2 separate regions of the Macaca mulatta genome follow, and region 1 is linked to region 2. A link is a contact called in public Hi-C data. All regions are on one chromosome and are shown on one strand. Each heading gives the region's core, a stretch centred on a gene start, on an enhancer-like site or on the middle of the called end of the contact. The rest is flanking DNA. Distances are from core to core; before and after follow the strand shown.

Evidence for each region. A called contact is a pair of places that touch in the nucleus more often than the background predicts.
Region 1: a contact with region 2 is called in a Hi-C map of liver, with 3 times the contacts expected there. The contact joins the promoter of RNGTT here to the promoter of SRSF12 in region 2. A contact is called at or near these places in 4 of 14 Hi-C or Micro-C datasets (cortical neurons, fetal cortex germinal zone, fibroblasts and 1 more).

The regions. Positions count from the first base shown.
Region 1 is chr4:97,011,174-97,015,909 of T2T-MMU8v2.0, forward strand. It overlaps RNGTT (RNA guanylyltransferase and 5'-phosphatase), which reads left to right and starts at 2,925. Exons shown (of 15, transcript XM_028847364.2): 1 at 2,925-3,198. The coding sequence starts at 3,135. LOC144340317 (a long non-coding RNA gene) reads right to left here and starts at 2,788. Exons shown (of 4, transcript XR_013416298.1): 1 at 2,416-2,788.
Region 2 is chr4:96,867,076-96,871,453 of T2T-MMU8v2.0, forward strand. SRSF12 (serine and arginine rich splicing factor 12) reads left to right here and starts at 2,946. Exons shown (of 5, transcript NM_001195585.2): 1 at 2,946-3,010. The coding sequence starts at 2,946.

The DNA.
Region 1 (4,736 bases), core at 1,675-4,174, 140 kb after region 2:
AAAAAAAAAGTTAACTGCTGATGGGGTGAAGAAAAAAGGATGCCTGGGGGAAGAACCTCTTATTCTTATGCAAATGGTTCCTCTACCAGGGAGAGAAGCTTAATTACTGTCAGCCTTGGCCAGGAAAGGGGAAGATGCTGTGGACATGTGGCATTCTCCAGCCCCAGCTGGGAGGAGAGAAGGAGCTTGGAGCCACGGCTTGCCTGTCCTTCCCAAAAAATGAAGGCAAAGGCCACGGAAAGGCCCTTGACCCCGGGGAGGGTTGGGGGTGGGGGCACGGTTTCCCTACCCTCAGAAGTCCATGCATGAAAAGGCTTAGAAATGACAGAGAAGTTTTGAGTCCCCATGTCACTCACCACTTCTCAAGTCCCACATTGGGTGCCAAAGCTGTTGTAGGACTTTCTCCTTAGTTCAGCTAAGAGCTGGGTCCTTGCAACACGGCCATGAAATACTAGGCTTGCAGATGCCTTGAAGGGTGAGAATGGAATTTATTGGGCAAAAAGAAAAAAAGGGAAACAGAGACTCTCCCCAAAGCCAGAGTGCTTCCTGCCTGGGAGACTGAATCCCAGGTTCCACCAGGAAAACGAGGGGCCAGGTTCCTCCCCACTGCGAATGGCACAAATTTCCCAAGGTTCACCCCAGTGTGCATTCCTCCCAGTGCACAGGTCAGTAGGAGATTCTGCCAGGGAACCCTTCCCACCTGGCTGTCTTACCAGCACTTTGGCAGGCTGACGTTGGAGGACTGCTTGAGCCCAGGAATTTGAGATGAAAAAAGTATAAAAAAGTTAGTGGGGTGTGGTGGCCTGCACCTGTAGTCCCAGCTCCTTGGGGGCTGAGGCGAGAGGACTGCTTGAGCTTGAGGGGTTGAGGCTGCAGTGAAGCTGCCCGGATCATGCCCACTGCACTCCAGCCTGGGTGAGACAGTGAGACCCTGTCTGCAAAAACAAAAGATTTATCTACATAGCAAAGTGAAGAGGAAGGATTAATAAATACAAGTGTTTCTCAAGGAAATGTCTTAGGAAAAGGGAAGACAGATAAGATCTCTCTCTTTTGCCAAAAGAGAACGTTCAATCTTATTTTTTACATGTATACACTCTTCCTTAGGGGCAAAATGGATGTTTGATGAAAGATTCACCAACGACGAGAATCTACATCTGATAAAGAGGAGACGAAGACATATCTGAGAGTGTGAGTCAGGGGTTCCAGGAAGCGGGGGAGGAATCACGTTGGTCCATCTGTGTCTATTTTTCTTCTCACAGAGAAGAAAGAGACTTGGGCCTAGGAGCAATATGGCAGAAACACACATCAGGCAAGTCATTCCTGACAGGCAGAGAGAAACTGCCTACTCATCGGGATGCCACTCTCTTATTCTACTCTCTATTGTGGGCAAAAGGTAGCCCCAGGGTCCTCCCAATTCTGTGGCACTGAGTATGGAGAGGGCATAACTGGATAGCTGAGTAAAAATCCAGTGCACATTGCTGCCTTACAGCCAATAATAGTTGCTCACCAGTGGTATGAAGCCTCTGTGTGCCTAGAACTGAGCTACTGGGTAGATACAGTGTGTGTGGGAAGGGGAGTCTCCAAGGGGAGTCATCCCCAGAAGGGGAAGGTAAGATACTCTTCCAGGATCAGGCTCACCTTTCCCATCCTTGAAGGGGGCTGGGGATGGAAGGTTTTATTTTTTTACCATTTTGGGCATGGTACACACTCTATCAGCAGAAAAGGGAATTAATAGGAGATTATTTGGGTAGACTGATGGCCTTAAAACAAACTGGGTATTATCTTGTTCTGTCAGGGGAGGAGTTGACACTTTCACTAACAGTTCTGAGCAGACGCAACAGCAGGACAGACCAGAAGTGTGACCTAACTCAGGCTGCCTCAGAGAGATGGCTGTCAGACTGTCTCTACTGATGGGACTCTTACTGAGGGGGTCCAGGCATTCAAGGGGTTGAGTTTCCCAGAAAGTTCCCCATCGAAGCTTTAAAAATGTATTCCCTGCAGCCTTATGCTCTTGCAGTTCCAATACAGCATTGGTGTTTAAAGCCAAACTACTTTATAATTGATTTGCCATCATCCAGCTTTATATTTAACACTAATTTAATCTGGTAACAAAGGAAAGGCTCGTTAAAGGACGGCATTCATAAAATGCTTCCAAGCACCTCTGCTTAACTCGAAGGGAAAATAAAAGGGACTGTTTATTTGGTAGGCAGAGGAGAACACCGCCACGAAACGGTTCTCCACTGAGCAACTCCTGCCTTTGTCAATTATACACATTATTTAGTAACTTTTTTGGAGACATGGACCTTCTCAAACTCCCCAGTATGCTTTGAAACTTTGATAAAGAAATGTACAAACAAAACTCTAAGTGTTCTGGAATTAATTTCAGACGCTTCATAGATCCTCGTAAGTACTCACCGTAAGAAAAATTCCCCATTTCTGGTACTCCAATCTCACGCCCTTAGAATTCTCCTAAGACTTATTCCCTTGAACAACTTTCCCTAATACCAAATCAAACCTAGATCCAGCTGGGACGCCAAGCTTGCGCTGTGGTAACGCTCAGAAGGCCTCCTTCATCAGTAAAACAGATGCCTTAATGGAAGTGACGGGCAATCAACGCATGGAAAGGGGCTTGGCTTCCCTCTTTTTTGGGTTTCTCTAGGTTGTCTAGATTGGAAAAAAATACACGCTTCGTCCTGCGGAGTTCGGTACAAACGCAATTGCACATATGCAAAGGCAAACCAGGAGCGCAAGTGCGCGTCCGGGGACCGCGACCGGGAGGGGCGGGGCCGAGCGGGGCGAGAGACGGACCGCTCCTCCCATTCGTCGCCGCCTTAACTCTTTGCTATCCTTCCGCAGAGCTTCCTCTTCTTTCCCTCTGACCTCGGAAAGAAGGGGGCGGGGCCTTCGGGGGCGGAAGTTGCAGTGCATTGTGGGTTCGCCTGGAGCGGTGGAGTTGATCCTGAATGAAAGTGGCGCGCTGCCCCTGACGTTACCCGGATTTGAGCGGCTGGAATTCGGATTACTGCTGCGATTCGGGTGTCTCGGACCCCGGTGCGCACCGGACCACGGGGAGGCGGCTGCAAAGGCGCGGCGAACGTTGGTGAGGGAGGGCAGCTCTGCGCAGCCCCCAAGACATGGCTCACAACAAGATCCCGCCGCGGTGGCTGAACTGTCCCCGGCGCGGCCAGCCGGTGGCAGGTAACCTGGACTGGGGGGTATTCGAATCCCCACACTCCAGCGTGCCCGGGGGTGGGCCGACTGAGGAGCTCAGCTTTTGGTGGTTCTGTGCCCGTTAGTGGTATTTCAGGAGTGGGATATGCTCCATCTGATTACGCTTCGTGGACGAATGTTTGGGAACATGAACGGGAGGGGATGGTCGGCGGATGGGGGGCACTTGTCACTATTCCTGCCAGGCTAACTGTGCGAATGTGAAGGTAGACAGTAGGTTGGTGGCAGGAGGTGAGGATCCAGGAATACAGTGGGCGTACTTTGAGTCTTAGTAGTTTGTGAACCTTTTAGGGTTCAACCTTCCCCTCGAATTAGAAGGGATGAGTGTCAGTCTTGAGATGGAGGAGGATAAGGAGGGAAGGGGCGGTTCCCAGCGGTGAAATGGGGTCACATTGAGACTGGGAATCTGGAGGGTGTTTTTGTTAGTTTTTTGTTTTTATTTTTTTTTGTGAAACAGGGTCTCTCGCTGAGGCTGGCGATCCTCCCACCTCAGCCTCCCAAGTAGCCGGGACTACAGGCTCCTGCCATCGCACCCGGCTACTTTTTTTGTTTATTTAATATATATATACACATTTATAATATATATATTTGAGACATAGTCTCTCTCTGCCGCCCGGGCTGGAATGCAGTGGCGTGATCTCGGCTCCCTGCCTTAGCCTTCCAAGTAGGTGGGATTACAGGTGCGTGCCACAACACCTGGCTAATTTTTGTGTTTTTAGTAGAGACGGGGTTTCACCATGTTGGCCAGGCCGGTCTCCAACTCCTGTCCTCAAGTGATCCGCCCGCCTCGGCTTCCCAAAGTGCTGGGATTACAGCCGTGAGCCAGCACGCCCAGCCATAATTTTTTTGTTTATTTCTTGTGGAGACAGTTTCACTATGTTGCCGAGGCTGCTCTTGAACTCGTGGACTCAAGCGATGCTCCCACTTCGGCCTCCCAAAGTGTTGGGATTATAGGCGAGAGCCACCCTGCTTGGTCTGGTTTTTGTTTCTTTAAATCATTTTTCTTGTAGTTTTTTTATCTTTATTGAGCTTGAATACAATAGGCTTTAAAGTGTACAGTTTGATAAATTTTGACTATATATACACAAATACATCTCTTTCCTAGGAAACAACCATGAAACCATCACCCCTCAAAGTTTCCTCCTGTCCCTTTTTAAATCTCTTTGCCTGGCAACTGCTGATCTGCTTTCTGTAATTATAGTTTGCATTTTCTAGAAATTTTTAAATAATTGGAAACATATAGTGAGTACTCTGCTTGGGGTGGAAGGAAGTGTGTGTGGCTTTTTTCACTAAGCATAATTATTTTGATACTCATCCAGATTATGCATGTATCAATAGTTTATTCCTTTTTTATTGCAGTGTAGTAGTCCATTGTTCTGGGTATACCACAATTTGTTTACCTCTTCATCTATTGATGGTCATTTGGGTTGTTTCCAGTTTTTAGCTATTACAAATAAACCTGCTGTGAACATTTATGTACAAGTCATTGTATGGACATATACTTTCAT
Region 2 (4,378 bases), core at 1,696-4,195:
AGTGCACTGGCACAAACATAGCTCACTGCAGCCTCCAACTCCTGGGCTCAAGCAATCATCCTGCCTCAGCCACCTGAGCAGCTAGGATTACAGGCATGTGCCACCATGGTTGGCTAAATTTTTTTTTTTTTTAATTTTCTATAGAGATGGGGAGACTCTCTTATGTTGCCCAGCTAGTCACGAACTTCTAGCTTCGATCGATCTTCCCAACTTGGCCTCCCACAGCACCAGGATACAGGCATGAGTCACCATGCCTGGCCAATATATTTTTAACTAAATAGGTTAATCGTTCATATGTCTCATGAATTGATTTTTCTCCACTTAACAATATGTCAGGGATGAGTAATTGTGACTACCCGCCAGGTCAAGTTTCTTTTCTTTGGTCAAGTTTCTTTTATTTGCAAAGTCAATGTAGTGGGTTGAATGGTGGCCCCCAAAAATACATGTCCAAATCCTATCACCAGGTATGTATCCTTATCTGGAAAAAGAATCTTTGCAGGTGTAAGTGAGGATTTCAAGATAAGATCATTCTGAATTAACCAAGTGGACCCTAAATCCAATGACAAATGTCCTTATAAGAGATAGAACAGCATAGGATAGATGGCTAGTATTATTTGGCTCTGTCCCCACCCAAATTTCATCTTGAATTGTAGCTCCCATAATTCCCACGTGTTGTGGGAGGGACCTAGAGGGAGATAACTGAATTGTGGGGGCAGTTCCCCATACTGTTCTCCCAGTAGTGAGTAAGTGTCATGAGATCTGATGGTTTTATAAGGCAAACCCCTTTCACTTGACTCTCATTCTCTCTTGTCTGCCGCCATGTAAGATGTGCCTTTTGCCCTATGCCATGATTGTGAGGGCTCCCCAGTCTGAGGTGCGTCTTTATCAGCAGTGTGAAAACGGATTAATACAGTGGCTCACACCTGTAATCTCAACTTTGGGAGGCCAAGGCAGGAGGATCACTTGAGTCTAAGAGTTTGAAATCAGCCTAGGCAACATAGACTCCATCTAAAATAGAGACAGAGAAAGAGAGAGAGAGAGGAGGCCATGTGAAGACAGAGGTGGAGACTGGATCTATGTATCCACAGCCAAAAAATGCGTGTGGCCACCAGGGACTAGAAGAAACAGAGGATTCCCCTCGAGTGCCTTCAGAGAGACTATGGCCCTGCAGACATCTGGATTTCAGACTTCTGGCCCCTGAAGTACAAGAGAATAAATTTCTGTGGTTTCAGGCCACCAAATTTGTGGTGCTTTGTTACGGCAGCCCTAGCAAACTAATACATAGTGAGCATTCTAAGCTTTTGTATTATGAACCCAGCCTGCTCTCCAGCCTCATTTTCCAACTCTTCTCCAGCTTCATGCTTCTGTTTTGCCTCGTTTACTATATTGCCTCAAAGCCTTTGCACGTGCTGTTCCACTGCACTAATTACTCTTCTCCATTCTTGACCCATCTCTTCAAGACTTGCTCAGGGAACAGAAGTGACCCTCTAGCCTTGCTCATCATCCCACAATGCCCGCTCTCAGCAGCATATAGTTCTTTTCATAGCCCTGTATCATAGTCTGTATCTTTACCAGTGTGACTGTTAGATTCTGCCTCCTTACCAAATTCTAAGCTCCAGGGGAATAGGCACGATGCCAGTCTAGCCCTGTGCCTGCAGTGCCAAAGCAATCCCTTCTGAATGAAAGAATAGCCACCGTTCCAGTACAGCTGCAGACTGAGGAACCTCCACAGCCTCTGGGAGGGCTGTGAGCTAGAAGGGTGACCGTGACATGTATTCTTCAAAGCCTACCACTTCAGAGAGCGAAAAGGGGTACTCTTCACACTCAGGAGTTGCCTGGTTACAGTGCCAGCGCTGAGTAACAGGCTGTGCCTGCAGGCCACAGGAGCAAAGCGAACACAAGAGTCTAACTAGAAGGGAATGGGCTACAACATTTTGGGGGAATGGGGAGAGGGTAATTTAAATTTTGCTTAATTGTCCCCGCATTTTAACTGCTGTCTCCTACATCATGTATTCATTTGTACATTCGTTTGTCCCCCTCTCTAGAAAGTAAGCTCTGAGGGCGGGGCTTGGCCTGTTTGTTCATTGCTATATCCCACGCTAAGTGCCTGGTACATAGTAGACGCTCAATAAACATTTGAATGAATGTACTCACAGCTGAGTGTTATGTCCCAAGTGAATAAAGGATGAAGAATCATGTAATACTTAAAAATCCAACAGTCCAGGCGCGGTGGCTCACACCTGTAATCCCAGCACTTTGGGAGGCCAAGGCACGAGAGGCTTGAGCCCAGGAGTTCGAGACCACCTAGGCAACACAGCGAGACCCCGTCTCTATTAAAAAACAAATCCGAACAAAACCGAGACCTCACAGTTGGAAAGCTGAAAGCTCAAGACCAAAGGGGCAGGAGGCCTACCAACTGCCAAGGTCCTGGGCTGAGGACGATGCGCTGAGAGCCCAGGGGGTTGGGCGGGGGCGCGGTTGAACGCGGCTCTTACCGCCCCCACCTCCGCCCAGCCGCAGCCCCGCCACCACCTCTGGGTCCTCTAACCCCCGACGTCCCCGCCGCGGCCCCAAGCCCCCTCTGGCTTCCGCCCTCCTGACATACACTAGCCCCCGCCGCCCCCTCCCCAAATCCCGTCGCACTCCAGGACCCTCCATACCTGGATCCCACAGGGCCTCGGAACGGCCACGCTCCTGTCTTCGGGATTCCCGCGGTCCCCGGGCCGCGCCGGCCCCGCCCCCGCCCCCGGCCCGTGCGTCCAGGCTGGCGCCGCGCTGCGCCCCCCCTGCGCCGGCCTCTGCGGCTGCGCGCTGGCGGGGCTGAGGCCGAGGGGTGGGGGTCGCGCCGGGGGCCGGCGGAGCTCCTGTGGCGGCAGCGGCGGTAGCGGGAGACTGAGCGAGACTAGCGGCCGCTGGCACACCCGGAGGGAACAGAGGAAGCGGTCATGTCTCGCTACACGAGGCCCCCCAACACCTCCCTGTTCATCAGGAACGTCGCGGATGCCACCAGGTGAACGGCCGCGGCTGCAGGTTGGGGGCTCGGAGGAGGGGCGAGGTAACGGCCGCGCCGCGGAGCCCGGCCGAGGCCCGGCGGGGCTGCGCGGAGCCTCCCCGCGGGCCTAGGCTGCGCTGCCGGCGGAGGCGCCTCCCCGGGGGAGGTGTGAGCCCGCGGACTATTCCGCGGCCTGGGCGGGACTCGCGCCTCCGCCCTCTCGGCCAGCTTTCAGCCCCGGCGCCGCGCACATCGCTTGCCGGGCCCGCGCCGCTTTCCGCGCCTCAGCGCCGCAGCCGGCGGGCCGTGGGGCACGGGGCGCTCCTCTCCGGAGCCCAGATCTCTCCCCGCCTCGAGTCGGGAGGGTTTGCGCTCCAGCGAGTGCCCGCGTTTCAGCCCCTTTGTCGCCGTGCCCTGATAAAACCGCGCTTCCAACCCTCCTAGATGAAGAGGAATTGGAGCTGGTGAGAACGTACTGTACCATAATGCGTACTCGGGCCTTACAGTTTCTTTCCCCCGGTTGTGGTCTACTTACGGTGCTGCTTGCATTTTATTCACACAATTTTATTCTGCACACAAAAAATAACTTCAATGAATGAGATCGGTGCGTTTTTCTTTTAAAGTTCTGAGTCTAGTATTAACACCCTTTTTAATGGCTTGAGGGTAGACTCACCTGGTTGATCCTGATGCCCTACCCCTCTTTTGAGAATTCTGTCTACAGAGTGTCTGAACACATATTAAGGAATGACTTCTTCATATAGCACTTCCTTCCTTAATGGAGCTGGAGAAATTGGGGGCAGGGGAGAGGGAACTGTGTTAATAGACATTTTCATTTCACTGGGCTTACTTCATTTACTTCCCCCAACCTTTATACCTATGCAGTACTGTTTTATTGTATATAAGGGAGAGCGGAAGCTAAGCGTTGTAGTGATTTACCTGGGACTGATTAGACAGGTACAGATATATGGAGCTCTTGACTCCATACTCATCTGCGATAAGTATTATAATTTACCTTTGAGAAGTAAATAAATGTTACGTATTTTTTATTTTTTAGTTATTTATTTTATTTTATTTTATTTTATTTTATTTTAGACGAAGTCTCGCTCTTGTCCCCCAGGCTGGAGTGCAATGGCCCGATCTTGGTTCGCTGCAACCTCTGCCTCCTGGGTTCAAGCGATTCTCCTGCCTCAGCCTCCCAAGTAGATGGGATTACAGGCATATGCCACCACACACGGCTAATTTTTGTATTTTTAGTAGTGACGAGGTTCCGTCATGTTGGCCAGTCTGGTCTCCAACTCCTGACCTCAAGTGATCCGCACAGCTCGGCCTCCCAAAGCGCTGAGATTACAGGCGTGAGCCACCGTGCCCGGCCAAGTATTTTTTATT